Regions from separate parts of the Gossypium arboreum genome. Here region 1 is linked to region 2. The links are chromatin contacts, called in public Hi-C maps. All regions are on one chromosome and are shown on one strand. The core of a region is the stretch at or near the end of the contact, and the rest is flanking DNA. Distances in the headings are between cores, read along the strand shown. Region 1 has its middle 8.2 kb from the start of LOC108457833. Region 2 holds the start of LOC108460038 (adenylate isopentenyltransferase-like).

Region 1 (4,857 bases), core at 2,054-4,553, 51 kb before region 2:
AGAAATGTTGTATTTGGTGATTATGAACTGAATTGACTATGATTGGATGATTTATGTTTTTTTTTAATGTTAATTGCTTGTATTTGCTCTGGCAACAATTGTAGCGTTCCATAGCCAGGACCCGACGATTGGGTCGGGTGAGGGGTGTTACAACAAAGACGAATAACCTATGGCCACTTTTACTTTTCATCAACCATGTAATGCCAATGAGAGCATATCATTTACCCATATGTCGATCTATGAATTCAACTGTTGTGAATGACGCTACATACTGTAGAAGTCATATACCCAAAGCACCAGCTTTCGGTTTGTTATCTATTTGAACTAAGACTTTTACTTACATCAAAGTATACGAGCCACACATACATAGTCTGTTATCCACTCGGGATTAAAGTATGCCAAACAATGAGTGTTACAAGTGAATAATCCATAAACGGATTCATAATCTATTCTTTTTGGGTCTAGTCCGATGTACTGTCAGTCTAGTCAGTCACATCTATGTCCCTATCTTCTGGGAGTCCTCCGCTCTAATGCCTAAGACAAAGCATTTCCCCAATTGGACTTGATTGACGAAATATTAGCCTTTCAATCGGTTTCTCATTTTTTATTAGACTAAGTACATGTTTAGGTTCGTATACAATATAAGCTGTCTTTCCTATTACAATTTGACCACATAATACCTCTTAGTATTAATTTAAACATTAGACAACCAGTAAGCTAATATTTGTTTCTATTTTGCTTTGCATGCAAAAACCACATAAGGAAATTATACAAAGTTTATTAATGTAATTCATTAATTGTTTTATTAACCAATCTGTTTGAAAACATTACAAGTTTACAAATGTATATATTCCACTTAGGGCACCAGATCCAACATGCACTTGGTGTCACGACATAGCCTTGTTGGTGCCGTGACACCACACACTTAATGTTGCGACTTCAATGGCAGGTTACTCCAAGTTGGTTTTTCAATGAAGTTCATTTCCTTGAGGTGATGGAAGGTCAGTGTAGCGATACACATACACTTGTGTTGAGACCCCTTCTTCCTTGATATTTGGCCTAGTCATCTCCCTACATAAGCTCAAACCAATCATTAGACTCCCAACGACATAGTTTTGCCAATTTAGGTATCAAAAGAGTTAAATACAATAAAAACTATCATTAACACTAAAATCTAAGAATCAATAAAAAGAAACATTAAAAATACTTGTAAACTATTTGAAAACAAGCTCATTGAGTACTCTAGAGAGCCTAATTTAACGTATTAAGTTACGATAGATTAGTAAATCATCTTGTAAAAAAATTTCTAGTTTGTACAAGTTGTGAAATGTAATTTAATTAGATTCTTCTTTAAAGTCTCAAGGGTAATCTAACTAAATTACCTGTCTTAAGTTGTAGAAGCTAGGGTTTAAAGCTCAATTAAAGTATTTAACAAACACTCAACAAATTGTTTTCCTCACATGATTTCAATGCAACTCTAACTTTGATTGAAGTGAACTGTCTCTCTTGATTTAGATGTTTTTTCATGAGTATCATAGGTGGTTGGATTCATTTTCAAGTATGGCCTCTCGTGAGTGTTTAAGAATTGTTCGAGTACAAAATATCTATCTAAAGTAACCTTACATAGGGTTTACTAGATTATCGTAAACCTTATTTACAATTAGTCTTGAAGATTTTTCATTATCCAAAAATGTTTAAACACTTATTGAATACCATGCTTACGAAAGCATTTGAATTAGGAGAGTCAGGGTCGATTTGAGTTAAAGTTAGAGTTGGACTAAAATTTTTATCCTAATAATAGATTGAAGCTTAAATAGTTTGGAGGGAAATAATTTGGCTATCATTTATCAAATGTTTCAATTAAGGTTTAGAGTTATGGTTAGATATTAGGGTTAATAGGGTTTAAAGAAACTTTTGAGGTTTTTAGGTGTATTTATAGTAGACATAATACTCAACATCCATGCGAGTTAAATGCAAGTTTAATTTATATGAGATTACACTAGAAATCTTTTAAAAAATAACATTACGTCATACAAAAATTGTTGGAAAGGAAGTCTGACCTCAACAATCATTATTGTCGGGATTCCGCCAAAACGTATCCATGTAGACTTTGGCACATATGAGTACGGAGGTCGATACTTAAAAAGAAATATTTTGACAAATATTCTTGAAGATCTCTATTTAAATATATATATAATATTTAAATAAAAGATGAGTTTTAATATATTAACAATGCATTTTTTTAACTACACAAATAAAATTATAAATTTGTCACGTGTCTAATTTTTTTATATATATTTAATATTTTACTATATCCTATATATACTTATCATCCCCAATCTACTTGTAAATTTTATTTACAAAATAATTTGAATGAAAGGAGCCAAAGTCCATCTTTGTCGGTAATGTAAATTATGTGCTCATTTACCCATATCTTCGATTGCTTTATTATTATTTTAAGAAAGTAGAATACTTTAGTTAACTGACAAGAAAGTAATTTTACTATTAATTAGAAATGTGAATACATTTTCAGGTATTCTTTTTGTTGATGAAATACATATTCAGTTTAGATATGAGCTTAAAATAGACATATCCTGATTCTTGACCTAACTCAACCTTAGGAAAATATTAGGGAGCAGGCAAATCCCTACTTTTTTTATATTTCAGGAAAGTTGGAACTAACAATCCTGAACTAAACTAGCAAAGCAGCAGTTGTTTCAGTCTCAATAATTTCCTTCCAGTTGAGTAGTCGCCCAAGCAAAAACCATCTCGCTGTCGCCATAAATAAAATCTACCCAACTATTAGTTCCTTCCAACGAAAAAGAAAATAAGTCCCAAGTTTCAAAGGTTTGGTGGTCGCCAATCAATCAGTTTACCATACTTAAACTGAAACTTTCTTGTGATCACAGTTTGATGTGTGATGGGGTTAAACTGAGAGAATACATTGGTTGGTAATAACTATGGGGGGGGGGGTCCTACTTTCTTTTTGTCCAAATAACAAATTTGGTAGCTAAATCCTTCTTGAACAGCTTGATTTGGTTTGGAAAGAGAAAAGAAGTGGCATCAATGAAAAGCAAAATTCCAAATGGGTGATGCCCCCACCACCATTACCATCTTATTGCCGCACGAAAAGTTTAGGTGTGACGCCTTGATAGAAAGCAGTGGCATCAGGTTGCAAGCAAAAAGGAGGATGGAAAGCCAACTATGGGAATCAATGAAAGAGTGAAAGTGCAGATGGTGATGTGACCAGGAAGGATTCAACCTCATCCGTTTCGATCAACTGTTTGACAAAGTCGCAAGGCCTGCTTTGTTCTTACGGCGAGTTGGGAATTTTTCAACGGCCACTGTTGTTGGGATTATGGAAGGGATCCTAAGAAATCAACTTTGTAGTATTCTGGTGATATAATCAAGATGTGCTGATGGTTGTTTACTTTATCTTTTAATTATGAAATTAGAATTTAATTTTTACTTATAAAAATGAGTATATTTTATGATAAATTATTTATCTTTTTAAAAAATTATTTACTTTTTAAAGAGTATCCGCAGAGAAAAGATTATTACTGTTAGTGAAGGACGGGCTGAAATTTCAATTTGATTTTCCATTAAGGTTTTCTAGATAATGTAAAGGTTTAGACTTCATTTTCTTTATAAATTTGGGTTTCGGCTTTAACTTAGTGGGTCATGACTTTAAAGGGTGTAGGGAAGATATGGGTTTGGGTTTAATGGTTTTATAATTTACAAGGATAAATTACATTATTAGTTATTAAATTATAGGTAAATTTTCGTTTTAGTCAACTAATTAAAGAAATTTATACTTTGATCATGAAATTTTTGAAATTGTTTTTCTGTCATTTGACTGTTAAGTGACATTTTTTAATTAGTATAATAAAATTTTAATCCTTAATTTTTATATTTTATGTCAATTTGACCTTAATTATATATAAAATGATAAAAATAATTTTTTAAAAAATTAGAAATAATCAATATCCATTCTTTAAAAAACATAGAAAGAAAATAAAAACGTTAAGCAAAATTATTGGTTCTCTTTTTTACCCTTCTGCTTCTTGAAATGACTATTTCGTTATAATAAAAGAAAAGGATCAGAATATAATTTGTTTATTTCCCATACATATTAGTTTTTAGCAATAATATTTTCAAGATTTTATTTTTATAATTTTTATAGAATTTTATATTTTTTAAAGATAATTTTCCTCTATATTAATTTTAGAATTTTCTTAAAATAATAGTTTTTTTTCTTTTTATAGATGACAGGGTTTTTATCTATGCTACAATATGTTGCCAATGGTTCACGAAATTAGATTAAATTACTATAAACAAAACTATTCAAATTATAAAATAATTGAAACATGACATACAAATATTGAAAATAAAATGAATATAAAAACATTTCAACATGTTAAAATTCACGTAAAATTAATTATTAATGCGTAAAAGATCATATAAATTATATAATGTTTTATCATATTAAATTTCAAAAAGAAATTATACATAATATACCACAAATTAAAACACACAACTAATTCGATAACGAAAAAATATTATACTTTAAATTAAATTACTACAAAAATATATAAAACATGACTTAACATGAGTTAAAAGTTTTTAAAAAGTTTTAGACATTGTTTATACGTAGATTCAATCCAATTAAAATATAAATTTTAACATTTTATCCAAATTTAACTCTCTATAAAATAGGATAATTGAGTCTTGGATTTAAATTTTTCTTTGATAATCCACAATTTATTAATAAATTAAAAGACTAAAACTTTCAACTTTAGCAATTGAGAACAACAGCAACAAATGAGAAATATAGATTGATGTGGTTTGTTTGGGTTT
Region 2 (4,653 bases), core at 145-2,644:
CTAAACGTCGCGGTTGCGTCTAATCTCTTTAGGTCCCACCCTGCCTTTCTCAGCCGCATGATCTTCCCTATCTGCCTCTTCGCCAATATACATGTGTTGTCTTTGATCAGTCTCACTGCTTCCTCGTACACTTCCTTCCGTGCCTGATCGCACCCTTCCTTTGGTACCCTCCCGTTTTCCTCGCTTTCCCATGGAGGGTACTTTCTAAAATATTCGTCGAACTCGGGCACACCTATTGCTTTTCTTAACCCGACCCGGACACCTACTTTTGTTGGGTCATAGAATTGAGCCAACTCCTCCAGCATCCCCGACTCCAGCATCTCATCCACTCGTTCACACAAATAGTCGGACAGTACCGACCAAGCCACGTCAACCCAAAGAAAGCAGCAATCATACCTTAGGAGATGACTCACCGAGTCTGGCCCGGTGAATACGTCCACTTGTGGGTCAAAGGTTTCCACAAGGAGAGCATGAATAAAAGAGTTGGACCCACCAACAAGAAGCGGTAAGTTTCCACGCGAAACAATGTTGGCAATGGTTAAACCCGCAGCCGAGCGGAACTGCGAGGGCGACACGTCGGCGTCGATGGTGTCCAAGTCCCCCAGCAGAAAGTGAGGAAACCCTTTCCTTTCGTGGAGAGGGATTTTGTTGGTTGTTATGTCTAAGCCGTTGTAAAGTTGCATTTTGTCTGAGTTTATGATTTGAGAGTGAGGGAAATGGGTGGCCAAGTCGACGGAGAGGCGGGACTTTCCGCAGCCGGTGGCACCCATGGTGACGATAATTTTGGTCTTGTTTTGATTGGAGTGATGGTGAGGGGGTGAAGAGGAGTCCATGCGTGGGCACCGTGGACGCCGGTGCCGGGAAATAAGAGGATGAAAGAGCGGAGAATGGAGAGAGTGAAATGAAGAGAAAGTGGGTTTCATGAGGAAGACAGGCTGGTTATGGGTTTTGATGAGCTGTGGAGGGACGTATAATACGGAAACCTTCTGCGTGTACCTTTAGTTTTATTGAAATTTAACCACCAATAACACAAAAACAGGGCAACAGACAGAGAAAGAGGAAAAAAGAAACTCTCAAGCAATGGCTTTTGGCCTATATGTAAATTTATTAGTTTCAGTGTTTCGGCATTCTGGGTTTGATCTACACCACCTCATGAGGTGACAAAGTATCAACCTTTTACAATCGAATAGGAAGAGGAGGAGGAGGAGAAGGAAGAGGAAGAAGAAGAAAAAGGAATGGGATTGAAGATTGTTGTTAAACTGATAGAGAAGATTAATAATAAATAGCAGGTGGAAAAGCTGGAAGTGTTTATAAAAATGAAAATTGAGCTGTTCAAGCGCGAATCAAAGGCCCTTTTGGAATTACTATATAAGTTTGAGCCTGGTGTGGTGGCGATGCCCAAATCTAGCTCTCTATTTATACTCTCAACTGCATTTAGAGGTGATCATGGGTCGGGCCGGGTTGGGTTCGGGCTGGACCCAGATAAAATTTTAGGTCCGTCTATTAGGCTTGGGCCCGGCCCGGCCCGAAATATGGGCCTAAAATTTTGTCTAAGCTCAGCCGAAATAAAATTACTAAGCCGAGCTCGGCCCGCCCGCCCATATTAATTTTTTTTCTTATTTCATTAAATAAAAAATTTAAAAATATAATAAATCAAATATATTTAAAAACATAAAAATAAATATTAAAACAAATAAAATAATACTAAAACAATTCTTAAAACAATACACAAATTAACAATATAATAAAAATAGTTATTTTAAAAATTTAAAATAATTAAAAATAAAATAAAAAATATATTAATATATAATTCAGTAGGGCAGGCCAAAAACTCTTACCGAGGCCCGGCCGCGTTTTTAAACGGACATCGTTTTTTTGCCCAAGCCCATTTTTCGGGCCTATATTTTTACCCAAACCTTCCCATTTTTTGGACGGGCCTTCGGGTCGGGCCGGGCCGCCCAGCCCATGATCAACTCTAGTATAGAGGAAAGAGAGATTTTTCATGTGTTAATTCCGCAATCAGGTGGGAACATTTTGCAGCTAGCACACATTGTTAAGATTGTTCTTATAAATTTAGAATTAAATTATAGTCAGAAGTGTTGCTAAAATCTATATTAGAAATTAAATTAGATTTCTTTCTCTTTTCCCTCTCTAATATTTTTATTTCCCATATTATCTGTAATATTTTAGATTTGGATTTCATCTTAATAATAATTGTACCAGTGATGGGGAATATTATTTAAGAGAGATTCTATTAGCTTGCAAATTATTATTATTATTATTATTATTATCAGTTTTTATTTAGACACACATTTCATCACTTGGTTGTTCACCAAACTGATTAAGATGGAGTTGCCTTCCAAATGCTAGTTTTCATCCTGCTATATATTTTTGTATCTAATAAAAAAACACGAAATGTTAATGGATTTTTATCCAAACACCCTCTAAGACATCCCTTTTCTTTATGCTTAGTTCGTCTTGCCAAATTTTCTTTAGTTGCTAAATCGTTCTTGATATGCTTTCCATAAAAAAGTTTTCATCTTCGGAAAGGTTTTGGGTTTCCATAACTTTAGCTACATATTGCTCTCATTTTTCCTATTTTCTGCTCGCCGAAGCCCCTGTAATAACAGCTCTTTATGAAGAGATCACTCAGTACCCAAATCCAACATCTTACTCCCCATATAATTCGGTCACAAGACGAAGGGAGACCAATACGTATACTTCTAATAGCTTGGACTTTATTAGTCAACTCTTGTATAAGGCACGAGTATTCACTTAACCTAGGGGATTGAACAAATGGCGAAGTTTGGAAGGTCCGACACCCATTTATAGAGCCAAAGAAGGATATAACTCCATTTCCAATATTCATTCTCAACCACCGTTTGAGAAGAGAGAATTCATCCAAACTGCTTGGCCATTCCCAAGAAGCCCTTTTTTTTTGTAGTACATCAAGACACGAGGAGAAAGGGAAATAAATTTCTTTAAGGACCTTAACCCAAAGTGCCTTTGGGGAGTTTATTAAGGACCTTAACCAAAATTTATTGAGGGAATCGAATTTTTGGTAAAATGAACACGATAGTTTAAAGCATTGCAAGATAAATACCGATAGAGTTGTGGTAACGACCCTAAAAACAGTATCTCGCCTCGCTTGAGACAAAATGTAATATTCCTTACGTGTCCCGATTTACAATACGAGTTAGAGGTGTTATTAAAGCACTTTTAGACTTGAATAAAAATTTTCTTTTATAAAAGTATCCATTTCACAACATGTTAATGTTCATTGAATCAAATTAAACAAGTTTAGAAGATTAAAATTGATTATAAATTATTTCGAGTCATTGAATACTTATGGGACACATCCAAATTATAAAACAAAAGTTTGAAGCTCAACAACTTAATGTCATTCGGGTTAAGAAAAATAGGAGTATCACAATAACTTAAAATTTAAAACAATTTAAAATAAAATCATAAAATATGATAAAATCATTTTCAAGGGCTTAAAATCATTTTAGAATCATTTAGAAGCTTTCCATAGGTGATTAGCTGTGTCTAGGCCTCAAAATGGGCTCCAAAGAGTCAAAATAGTGCAATGGGTAAACTGAGGGAGAAGTACATATGCCTCTGGAGAAGTACTAATACAACTCCCTAGAATTGTAGAAACTTATAATATTTTTAACTTGTTGTGATACTTATGAAGCTAAGTATCGATATTAAGGGCCCCTAAAGTTGAAATTCAATTCAAAAACACTTAACAAAATCCTCAATCAACATCATATAATACCAATGGGTTTCAAATAATTTTAGACACATTTAAATGACCTTTAAACTTATATTCATTCATAAAAACATACACAACACTTTTAAGGAGCAAAATATAATTTATAACCCATCAAATTCAACTACATTGTCACTTATAAACATAAAACAAATAATTATAATTCTTTACAAATGGTTAAGCCTATATGTACATGCCATTTATCACAATTTCTAATACAATACCATAGGTTCAACCTTATTCAATCCTTGTGTGGTGATATGATGCCTCAAAATCGCTAATTCAATCTTCTTGGAAAAGGTTCCACCTACGCGTTTAATCTACTAACGCGTTAAGCTGAAAGAGATTAGTAATTACACAAAGATCTCCTAAGTTAACAATATTTACACTTAGATAGCATTCAGTATGATGGAAAGTAGTCACTTTCCTAAAAATTTAATAAGTTGAAAAGTGATTCCGACGCTTGGTATGTTACATTTTATTTACTTTCCTTTGAATCTAACTTTGTCCTTGAAGTTATTTTCTCATGAACATAACAATGTGATTCCCAAGATAAAATGTGAGAAAGTTACTCTCCCAAGTTGAATGGAAAGTTAAAATTAATATTAAGACAAAATTAAGCCTATTTTGTATTGATTTAGGGTATTAGTTTAGTAATAAACGTAAAACAAAAAAGAAGCTATTGCCTTTTTCTTTTGTCCTACTTGATTTTTTGTATTACTTCAAAAATTCTTCGCAAGTATTATATATACATAATTTTTTTTAACTTCTCTCGTTATTCCCAATAAGACAGTTCAATAACAAACCGCTTCTTCTAAAACATGCCTCGTTTGTTCTACTTGTAATAATCTAATCAGTTCATTGGGTAAAAAAAAATC

The links. Hi-C and Micro-C count contacts between places; a contact is called where the count stands out from the background.
Region 1: a contact with region 2 is called in a Hi-C map of leaf, with 2.1 times the contacts expected there. The contact joins the enhancer-like site here to the promoter of LOC108460038 in region 2. A contact is called at or near these places in 2 of 5 Hi-C or Micro-C datasets (both in leaf).

The regions. Positions count from the first base shown.
Region 1 is chr4:112,864,912-112,869,768 of ASM2569848v2, reverse strand. No RefSeq gene overlaps it. Among protein-coding and RNA genes, the nearest start is that of LOC108457833, 8.2 kb to the left of the region's middle. Within about 2 kb of position 3,303, at least 2 of the 2 cell types and tissues checked have an H3K27ac peak or open chromatin away from gene starts, as enhancers often do. A contact at or near this core is called in leaf, where this site is marked.
Region 2 is chr4:112,812,451-112,817,103 of ASM2569848v2, reverse strand. It overlaps LOC108460038 (adenylate isopentenyltransferase-like), which reads right to left and starts at 1,394. Exons shown (of 1, transcript XM_017759419.2): 1 at 1-1,394. The coding sequence starts at 923.